Regions from separate parts of the Mus musculus genome. Here region 2 is linked to region 1. The links are chromatin contacts, called in public Hi-C maps. All regions are on one chromosome and are shown on one strand. The core of a region is the stretch at or near the end of the contact, and the rest is flanking DNA. Distances in the headings are between cores, read along the strand shown.

Region 1 (4,686 bases), core at 1,075-3,574:
TTACTGTCCTGCTGGGCATGGTGATATGTGCCTTTTATCCCAGCCCTTGTGAGAAAGATGCAGGCAGATATCTGTGGGTTTTAGGCCAGCCTGGTCTACATAGTGAGTTTCCAGGCCAGATAGAGATGCATAGTGAGAAAGAAAAAAGGTATATTCTTCAATCCCCACATATTTGCACATGTTCGGTATTTCATCTTGCTATTGAGCTCTGGTTTTATTCATTTTGATCTGAAAAGATTTAAAAAAAATTCAACTTCTTTTTTAATCTGTTAAGACTTGTTTTGTGGTCCGAAATGTGATCTGTGTTAGAAAGATTCCATGGGCTGCTAACAAGAGTGTCTCTCATAGCTGTTGGATGGAATAGTTTACAGATATGATAACTCCTCTTCATCTATGGTGCAATTTCTCTCGTCTATTTCTGCCTGTATTTTCTATTAGTGAGTGGAGTACTGAAGCCACCCACCGTCATTACATATGGACCTCTCTCTGTTCCTTTGTTTGGTAGTGTTTGCCTTAGGACATTGTGAACACCAGTGCTCGATGCATATGCCGTTGTAATTAGTGGATGGCTCCCTTCATTAGTACAGTGAGCTTCTTATCTCTCCTAGCGAAGGTTGGCTTGTGACTGTCAAATATGAATATAACTACTCCTGCTCGAGGCTCTGCTCATATCCTCATATGTTATTCTCTACTCTTTCACTGAGTACATATGGGCCTTTGGTAGTGTGCTTTGAAAACAACAGACAGTTGGATCTTACTATTGATAGGGTTTTTTTGTTTGTTTGTTTTCATTTTTATTGTTATTGTGTGTGTGTACACAGTGTGTGTAGGGTGTGTGTGTAGATCAGAGGACATCTGGGTAGAGTGAGTGTTCACTTCCTACTTTGATATGGACTCAAGTCACCAAGCTTCTTCTGCGAATACCTTCACCCACTGATCAATCTTGCCAGGCCAGGATCTCCTTTCCTTTTCCCTTCCCTTCCCTACCCTCCCCTCCCCTCCCCTCCCCTCCCCTCCCCTCCCCTCCCCTTTTCTCCTTTCTTTTCTCTCCTTTTCTCTCCTTTTCTCTCCTTTTCTCTCCTTTTCTCTCCTTTTCTTTTCTTTTCTTTTCTTTTTTCTTTTCACGTGGTTTCACTGAGTAGCCCTGACATGCTTGGAACTTGTTATGTAGACCAGCCTGGCCTTAAATTCAGCAAGATCCATCTGCCTGAAAAGCATCTACTACCATGTAATCAAGTCAGCCAGTCTTCATTTTTTAATTGGAAAGTTGCGAACATTTACATTTAGGGTTATAGCTAAATGCTTTTGTTTTATTTCTCCTTTCCTGGTGGTTTCAAACATTATTTGCTGGTTTTTCTTTCCCACTCATCTCAGAGGTTGGATAGCTTAGTGGCTCCCTTCCCTGAGTTCTCACACTTGTGACTGTCTTTCTTCCTCCCCTGGGTTTAGGATTCTGTAATTTGTGTTTGAGAGGTTGTTATTTCTCCATTGATTTTAATAACTTCACTGAATAGGGTAACCTTAGCTGGGAAGTTGTTTCTCAAGGCCTGAAATGCATTGTTTGACACTTCCCTGCCCTTCTGGGTGTGTGCTGAAACATCTGATACTATTCTAATAAGTTCTGCTTACAAGCTGGTGTTTTGATCTTGCAGTGTTTAATGTTGTTCTTTACTATGCAGTCTGCGTGTTTACGTAATGTGTCCTGGAGAGGTTCCTTTCTTATTTAGCCTTCTGAAGTTCTTTTTTTTTTTTTAATTATTTATTTTATGTATATGAGTACACTGTAGCTGTCTTCAGACACACCAGAAGGTGGCATCAGATCCCATTACAGATGGCTGTGAGTCACCATGTGGTTGCTGAGAATTGAACTCAGGATCTCTGAAAGAGCAGTCAGCACTCTTAACCGCTGAGCCATCTCTCCAGCCCCTTTCTGAAGTTCTGAATGTCTCTTTTCATTGGATGCTCATACCCTCCCTTCGATTTGGGAACTTTTCTTCTGTAACTTTATTGCATAACTTTTCTGTGCTATTTATTGCCCCTTAAGTTCCCTCTATCCCAGGATTCATAGATTTTTTTTTTTTTGAGTCTTGATCAGTTCTGACTGATTGCTGCTGATGAGACTGTGAGATTAAATGTACAGAACCCATTGTCCCCAACTGCTGGAACCCTGCCAGCCAGAAATCAGTGAAGAAATTCAAAGTGAAGTTAGCTTTGCCAAAGTGGAGGCAGGGGCCGGGAGTGGGGTGCACAGTGTACGGGTCCAAGCATTGCTGGTGTGATGAAGCTCTAAGCATGGACCAGCTCTGAGGATGTACAGGCTCAGAGACACGAGATTCTGCGGAGAAAGGGGGGGAGGGGGGGCGCTGAGGCTTCACAGCCTTTCTGCTTCTGCAAGCTTTTCTGTGATCCTGTTAAGTCCTTCACAACCCCAGATGTGCTCTCTCTCTCTCTCTCTCTCTCTGTCTTTTGTTATCCCTACTGTTCTCAGTCACAGGTCCTTATGAAGATGACAAGCTAGCCTTAGTTTACTATAACATTTTTACTCCATAAATCTCCTTAATTTAAAAAAAAAGTTCTTGTATTTAGCTGAAAACACAAGACATATTGTACATAAAAATTAACATATGTTTAAATCATGTTTGTGGGTTTGTAACATTTTATTAATTCTTTAAGAGTTTCATCTATATCTTTATTCTGTAAGCTTTTATGTATTTTTAATTTTTAGTTTTTACTTTTGAAACTTTTTTTTTCTAAAAACAAAACAAACATACAGAAAACTAAAATCAGAAAGGAAATGAAAGGGAGAAACGATGTAATTATAATCTCAAAAGAAAAAGAAAGCTGAAGTCAAATGTTATAGGACATATGACTAGGTCACTAAGACCATGAGCATCTCACAATAACATCACATAAGCTGTTTGTAGTTGACCTGATACATTGTTATAGGACATATGATTAGGTCACTAAGACCATGAGCAAAGTTCCATCAGAAACAAAGAAAACCAGGAAACATGGTTTGATAACTTAAATGCCTTTGGCTGGGGATGACCAAGGTAGTAATCTATGTGCAGTGAAAGATATCTTCAATAAATGAAAGAGAGCTAACATTCCAGACAAGCAGGACCTAAGAGAATTTGTCCCTTGCAGAGCTCACTAGAGTGCTGTTTAAGGGGACGAGCAGAGGTATGGACTATAGTGCAAGGGATAAAATAAAAACAATCAGAAACCTATGAGTGTTTACTGTGCAGACAATGATACTAATCGCCTTTTATTTTTAACATCTGAGGAGATTCTAAACAATTGTGTATTAAAAGGGAGAAGGGAGAAGTGTTAAATATTTCTAACATTTCAGCATTTTCTGGAAAGAAGGTAAAGTTTATAAAAGACAACAGATCTTTAATAAACAAAAATATAGGTAAGAATTAAGATAACATTAAGAGTTTTAATAAAATAATAAACAATTCCCCAATTAGTCATAGTCCAAATACAGAGAGATTGAATCCATCTGATATGTAGACAAATTTGAATTAATTCAAGAGAATTTTATTGAAATCAAGAGAATTTTATTAGACAAAAAAAAAATATTTCAGAGGTCAGTGACTCATTTAGGTAATCAAACTCTTAAATAACTGCAGCTTATTTTTATATCTTTTATTTTACCATTTTATTGTTATTTCTGAGTTAATTGTTTCCCTCAAAGACTAGGTTAAAAATATCACATGTTGTGCATTTTATTCTATTCTTGACTAAAAATAAAATGGAATCAAACACGTACAGAGTAGCTGAATGCCATGTATACCAGTTACCCAGCCAGCTCATTTACACTGAATGGGTAATTTACTCAGTCTGCAACTTATGCTAATTAAGGAAGGGTTACTTTGTTACCATTTACATAATCACACAAGTGTCTGTTCTCTTCTCTGAATGTCATTCTCATCTTGAGTCTCCATTCTTCTCTACTATTAGCCTCTTGAGAATACTTCAGATACTGTTGTCTTTTTCATTGAACTTTTGCAGGCATAGTAACTGAGAGTTAACAAAGTATTAAGAACATACAGGATTTCCTTAACTTAGTAAGTTATAATATTTGTCTTAGTTTTCTGTTGCTGTGATAAAATACACAAAAGAAAGCAACCTAAGAGACAAAGGGTTTATTTTGACTTACAGTTCCAAGGAATACAATGAATACAGTCCCAGGGAGTACAAGGTGGCAATGGGCAGGGATGGTGTGGCTGCAGGACAGGAAGCAGCTGGTCACAGCATCTACATAGAGGAGGCAGAGAACAAGGAATGCCTCCTACTGCTCAGTTCTTCTTCATTGTCTCCATCTCCTTCTCCTCCTTCTCCTCCTTCTCTTTCTTCTTCTCCTCCTTCTCTTTCTTCTTCTCCTCCTCCTCTTCCTCCTCCTCCTCTTTCTCCTTCTTTCTTCTTCTTCTTCTTCTTCTTCTTCTTCTTCTTCTTCTTCTTCTTCTTCTTCTTCTTCTTCTTCTTCTTCTTCTTCTTCTTCTCTTTCTTCTCCTTCTTTTCTTCTTCTTCTCCCACCTCCTCCTCTTCTTTCTGTTTTTCATTTTGAGATCTCAACCAAGGAATAGTGCCATATATAGTGGATAGGCATAATGCTTTTAAATCTCACAAATGTTTCTAAATTCTATCATGTTGACACTTAACACCATCACAGTTGACAGT
Region 2 (4,686 bases), core at 984-3,483, 58 kb after region 1:
GAGATTATATAATTTGGCCAACAGAACACATCCCATGAATGGCAGAATGGAATATGAGCCAACATTTGTTTACTTCACTGTGAACCTAACTTTAAGAACATTGCAAAGAGGGCCAGGGGAAGCATAGTGGCTTTGGTAGCTATGTTCCCTGGTGACAGAATTGTACTAAGGAAATATAAATTCCTGCTCACTCTCCAGCCTCATCTCCTGCTGTCTTCCTCATCTACACTCTCTACTTAACTCCACTGCTCTTCCGTAATTGGAATAGACTAACTACTCCCTACGGCTAGACCTTCATACAAACTCCTCCTTTGATCAATTGACTTCTGTAGGCTCCCAGCCTCCTTCACACATCTTTTGGTTTTGGTGTGTGTCCTAGATGAGATAAGACCCGTGTCTGATTTAGCTTCTCATTCCCCACATTCCCTTGGAGAGAAGAACCTGACACAAAGGTTCAATAGCAGAAATGAGAGCAAGACATTGGAAGAAGGGAAAAAGATAAGATGAGCCAACTGAGCCAACACAGGATGCTCTGCCGAGCTGATCTATCCTTGTAGTTATTTGTTTTATCACCCAGGACAGTCTGGTAATCTTATCGATGCACCTGGGCACTCTTTGGGCATTTATCCATTCAGGCATTTGATTGTAAGACATTTGGCTTCAGTCAATGATACATAAGGTATAAAGCTTTGTAAATACATTCTGTCTTTATATAGAGCAACCTTGGAACCAAGTGTGTCTGCAGTCCCTTGGGCTCCCTCACCTTTGAACCCCTTAAGTACAATTCAAGGTCTATGAAAAGAATGTGAAGAAGCAGGATCTGTAACTCCACAGTCCAGACAGTGACCTGGTACTGTTCCTTCTGCCCACATTACCCACTGCAGCAGCTTCCATGTGAAACTTTACTCCAGTTACCAGCGATGAGACTCTTACTACTCGTGGTATTACTACATAGCATGGTTTACCACCAATACCCTCCTTATTGCCTTCTTATTGGTAACACCTACTACTAGCTCCAAATTCTCATTCTGAGACTCTGAAGTTTTGAACCATATCTGATTATGATTGTCTTAAATTGAAGGAACCCCAAAACGGAGTGTGAAATAAAGACTTACATAGAGGCAGATATGCTGGTAAATGCCTATTATCCTAGCACTGTCAAGATGGAGACAGAGGGGAAAGGCTTCAATGACTAAAAAGCAATGGATCGGGTGAATGGGGTGAATGCTTAGTAACCCATTCTCTGGGAAAAATTATGTGGGAATATACATGCACAAACATGTGGCTTATGTTTTCCTGGCAAAGATTATGTGTAGTGTATAATTTCTAAATTATAACAAAAAGTACAGATTTCCTTATAGTTAATTCCATATAGCTGTCTTAATTTATAGAATACTTTACTGGATGTAATATGTTTTACTATGATATTTTCATACATGTATATTATTGTACTTTGCTCATATTCATACATATACAACATATGTGGGCTCATGCACGCATGCATGTGCACATACACACACATTGTTCTTACTGATAAACCTTTCCTCAGGTTCTTTTCTTCCTCCCAATAGTCCCCTGCTCCTCTCTCTCTCTCTCTCTCTCTCTCTCTCTCTCTCTCTCTTTCTCTCTCTTTCTCTCTCTCTCTCACACACACACACACACAGAGAGTTGTTAAACCTTAATTCTTTATGTTTTCACTGATTTTTGCTGATGTCTTACATTTGCCTTCTTTTTTTTTTTAGACAAGTTTCACTGTGTAGCCCTGGCTGGTTTGGAAACTCAATGGTCTAGACCATGCTAGCCTCAAGTTCATAGAGATCTGCCTGCCTTTGTCTCCTAAGATTAAAGGTAAATACCACTATGCCCTGCCTTAAAGTATAAAAATTAATAGTCAACCTCCATTTGTGGTTCACAAACAAGTAACTGCAGTACGAATAAATAAATGGTCATTCACTTTAAAAAAAACTGCAACCAATACAAAAGTAAGACAGGATGAGGGCTTGAGAGGTGGCTCAGTGGCTCAGTGGGTAAAAGCTCTTGCTGGATGAGCCTCAGGAGCTGAGTTAATCTCTGAGTTCAATCCTCAGAACCTACATCAAAAAGCAGTGGCATGCAGATGTGATCCCAACAGTGCTCTGGTGAAATGGGTGATGAGGATGTGAAACCGTCCAGTAGCTCACAGCCCAGCAGGCAGGGAGTATACTCCACAGCAGCAGGAACACGTAGACCCTGCTTCATAAGGTCGACGACAGTATGAGTTGACTCCTGAAAGCTGTTCCTTTACCTCTACATGCACAGCATATGTACACCCACACTCACATCTCCTACAAGGATGATGATGATGATAACAATAAAAATAAAAATAAATTAAGTTGTGGGAAAAAGCAGGATGATGTGTGTTGACTTCACTCACTAGGTTTTTTTCTTTAAACTGAATAATAGTTAGAACGCAATTTTTATGCTATTCACAACAAACACAAAACACCTCTAACTCAAATATACATTAAAAAAATCCTATATCCTTTTCTTTCTAAAAAGCATTTATTGGCCCTCAGAAGGGCCCACCACATAGGAGCTGAGCAACTCAGCAGCCGTTTGGGTCCAGATCCAGTGTTTCTAGCTGGTCAATCCCAAGACTTTCTGCATCTGTGAGCTGCTGGCTGGCTGGGAGGAGCCAGTGCTGCAGATCTGGGAGCATATCATCGCCTCCAAAAATGAAAACCTGAAGCATGGCTGTGGTTGAAGACATCTCAGCAGTAGTCTGGTGTTTATGATACTTCAGAGACCAGAGGCCTTAAACTACCAGAGCAACTGGCAGTAAGTATTGCAGGTAGCACTGTGCAAGCAAAAAATATATACTGAGTGACACACTGCAGTTTCCAGTGACACTGCAATGAATGCACTGCAGTTTCCAGTGACACTGCAATGAATGCACTGCAGTTTCCAGTGCCACTGCAATGAATGTACTGCAGATTCCAGTGACACCGCAACAAATGCACTGCAGTTTCCAGTGTCACTGCAATAAATGCACTGCAGTTTCCAGTGCCACTGCAGCTAATGCACTGCAGTTTCCAATGTCACTGCAATTAGTGCCACTGCAATGAAGGATTGAGGAGTGGAGTAGTGGGAGGAGAGAAACTTCACCATGTTGATGTCTGAGGCCTGAGTTACCACCAGAGACCATGCTAATGTTTGTGGTCTGTGCTGCCACCTGAAGCCATATTAATGGCCCTCGTCTGTGGTGTCATGTTGTCACCAGATACCATGAGGAAGTCCATGGTCCATGCTCTTTCTGACTTGTAAAAGGCAAGGAAGCTTCCTCTGCAGTGGTGTGGATGACTGCAGACACAGTTGAGAATGAGAGACATAGAAGGCTTCAGTGTAACTCTCCCCGCAAAAGTAACAACCTAGACAGGAAGCTAGCCAAGAAAACTCTTAAGAATTATGTTAAAGATGTTAAGTGTAGCTCTCCACAATAAGTGGATACTGGCAAGAATAGGGTGAGGAAGGAATTACTTTTCTTTGAGGGGCTGCCCACCAAGAGTTTAACCATGCTCCAGTGACTATATAAGCAACACAGATTGAACTTTTGGAGGGCACAAAGGTAGGGGGAGACCTGGGAGGACTGGGAAGTAAGGGTGATGGGTGTACTATGTGACATTCCAATTACTCAATAAAAATATTATGTTAAAAAAAACAAACACTTATTGTCTGGCCTGGTAGCTCACAGCTTTAATCCCAGCACTCAGGAGGCAGAGGCAGGCAGATCTCTCAGTTAGAGGCCAACCTAGACTACAAAGCAAGTTCTAAGATAGCCAAGTATGTTACACAGAGAAATCCTGTTTCAAAAAACCCAAAACCAAAAACCAGCAAACAAAAACACAAACAAAAACAAGCAAGAATGTATCACAGAGATTTCCCAATTCCAGGGGACCTTCTTCGAGGCCTTATGATATGGGTAACAAACTCTTCTAGCAGAACTGAGAAAGAACAAAGCATTGTGCAGTGGTCCCCATCTGCCATTTAGTTCCAACACCTCACCACAGTGTCAGAGAAGCTCTGAGAACTCAACAGGACACCTACCTACCTGTGGCACAGACCTGGCAGAGCTGCAGTCAGAATGTACCAGATGAAAATGCTAAAGTCCTACACTGGATCTGTTGCCACACCAGCCTCTGGATTTGATGGGCAAGCACACGCAGAAAGCCCCTGCCTCGCAGCACCTAGACTTTCTTTCCTCTACACCATTTGTCGTGGTGCTAATTTGCAATTTATATGTCGAGTCTCCCACTGACTGTAAGTTGTGATGTCAGAACTCCGTTCTCTGTGCCTGGCATTTGTATTCTGCCCATGATAAATGATGACAATCAATACATTTGTCAACTGAATAAATATATGATTAAGAAATAACAGGCATTCTTCAATCATTCCCCCTAACCCTTTAACTTCTTATAGCTCTTCTCTGGTCCAGTAAGCAAAAGCAAAAAGAAAGCGCTTGTGTGCAGCACGTGTTACTGAAGCTGGAGGGGACGTTAAGATCCAGCAACATCCTTTCTGTCTGCTCTGACCATTTTCTGGAGCTCCTGCCCTCGGCAACCTCCCATTCACAGAAAAGCGAAGGCTCTTTCTTACTCTCTTTGGCCTCTTGGTCTCTGCAGCTTGTTCAGAGTGTCTTGCAAGCTCTGA

What was found. Hi-C and Micro-C count contacts between places; a contact is called where the count stands out from the background.
Region 2: a Hi-C map of the CH12 cell line shows a contact between it and region 1, with 2.2 times the contacts expected there. The contact joins two enhancer-like sites. A contact is called at or near these places in 1 of 39 promoter capture datasets (the 3T3-L1 cell line), 1 of 15 datasets of contacts at CTCF or cohesin (the NIH/3T3 cell line), 32 of 484 Hi-C or Micro-C datasets (the AML12 cell line, the C3H10T1/2 cell line, the CH12 cell line and 25 more) and 1 of 115 datasets of contacts at active chromatin or transcription factors (forebrain).

The regions. Positions count from the first base shown.
Region 1 is chr2:52,770,742-52,775,427 of GRCm38.p6, forward strand. No RefSeq gene overlaps it. Among named protein-coding and RNA genes, the nearest start is that of Stam2, 31 kb to the left of the region's middle. Within about 2 kb of position 2,325, at least 5 of the 459 cell types and tissues checked have an H3K27ac peak or open chromatin away from gene starts, as enhancers often do. A contact at or near this core is called in the CH12 cell line, where this site is marked.
Region 2 is chr2:52,828,543-52,833,228 of GRCm38.p6, forward strand. No RefSeq gene overlaps it. Among named protein-coding and RNA genes, the nearest start is that of Fmnl2, 27 kb to the right of the region's middle. Within about 2 kb of position 2,234, at least 8 of the 459 cell types and tissues checked have an H3K27ac peak or open chromatin away from gene starts, as enhancers often do. A contact at or near this core is called in the CH12 cell line, where this site is marked.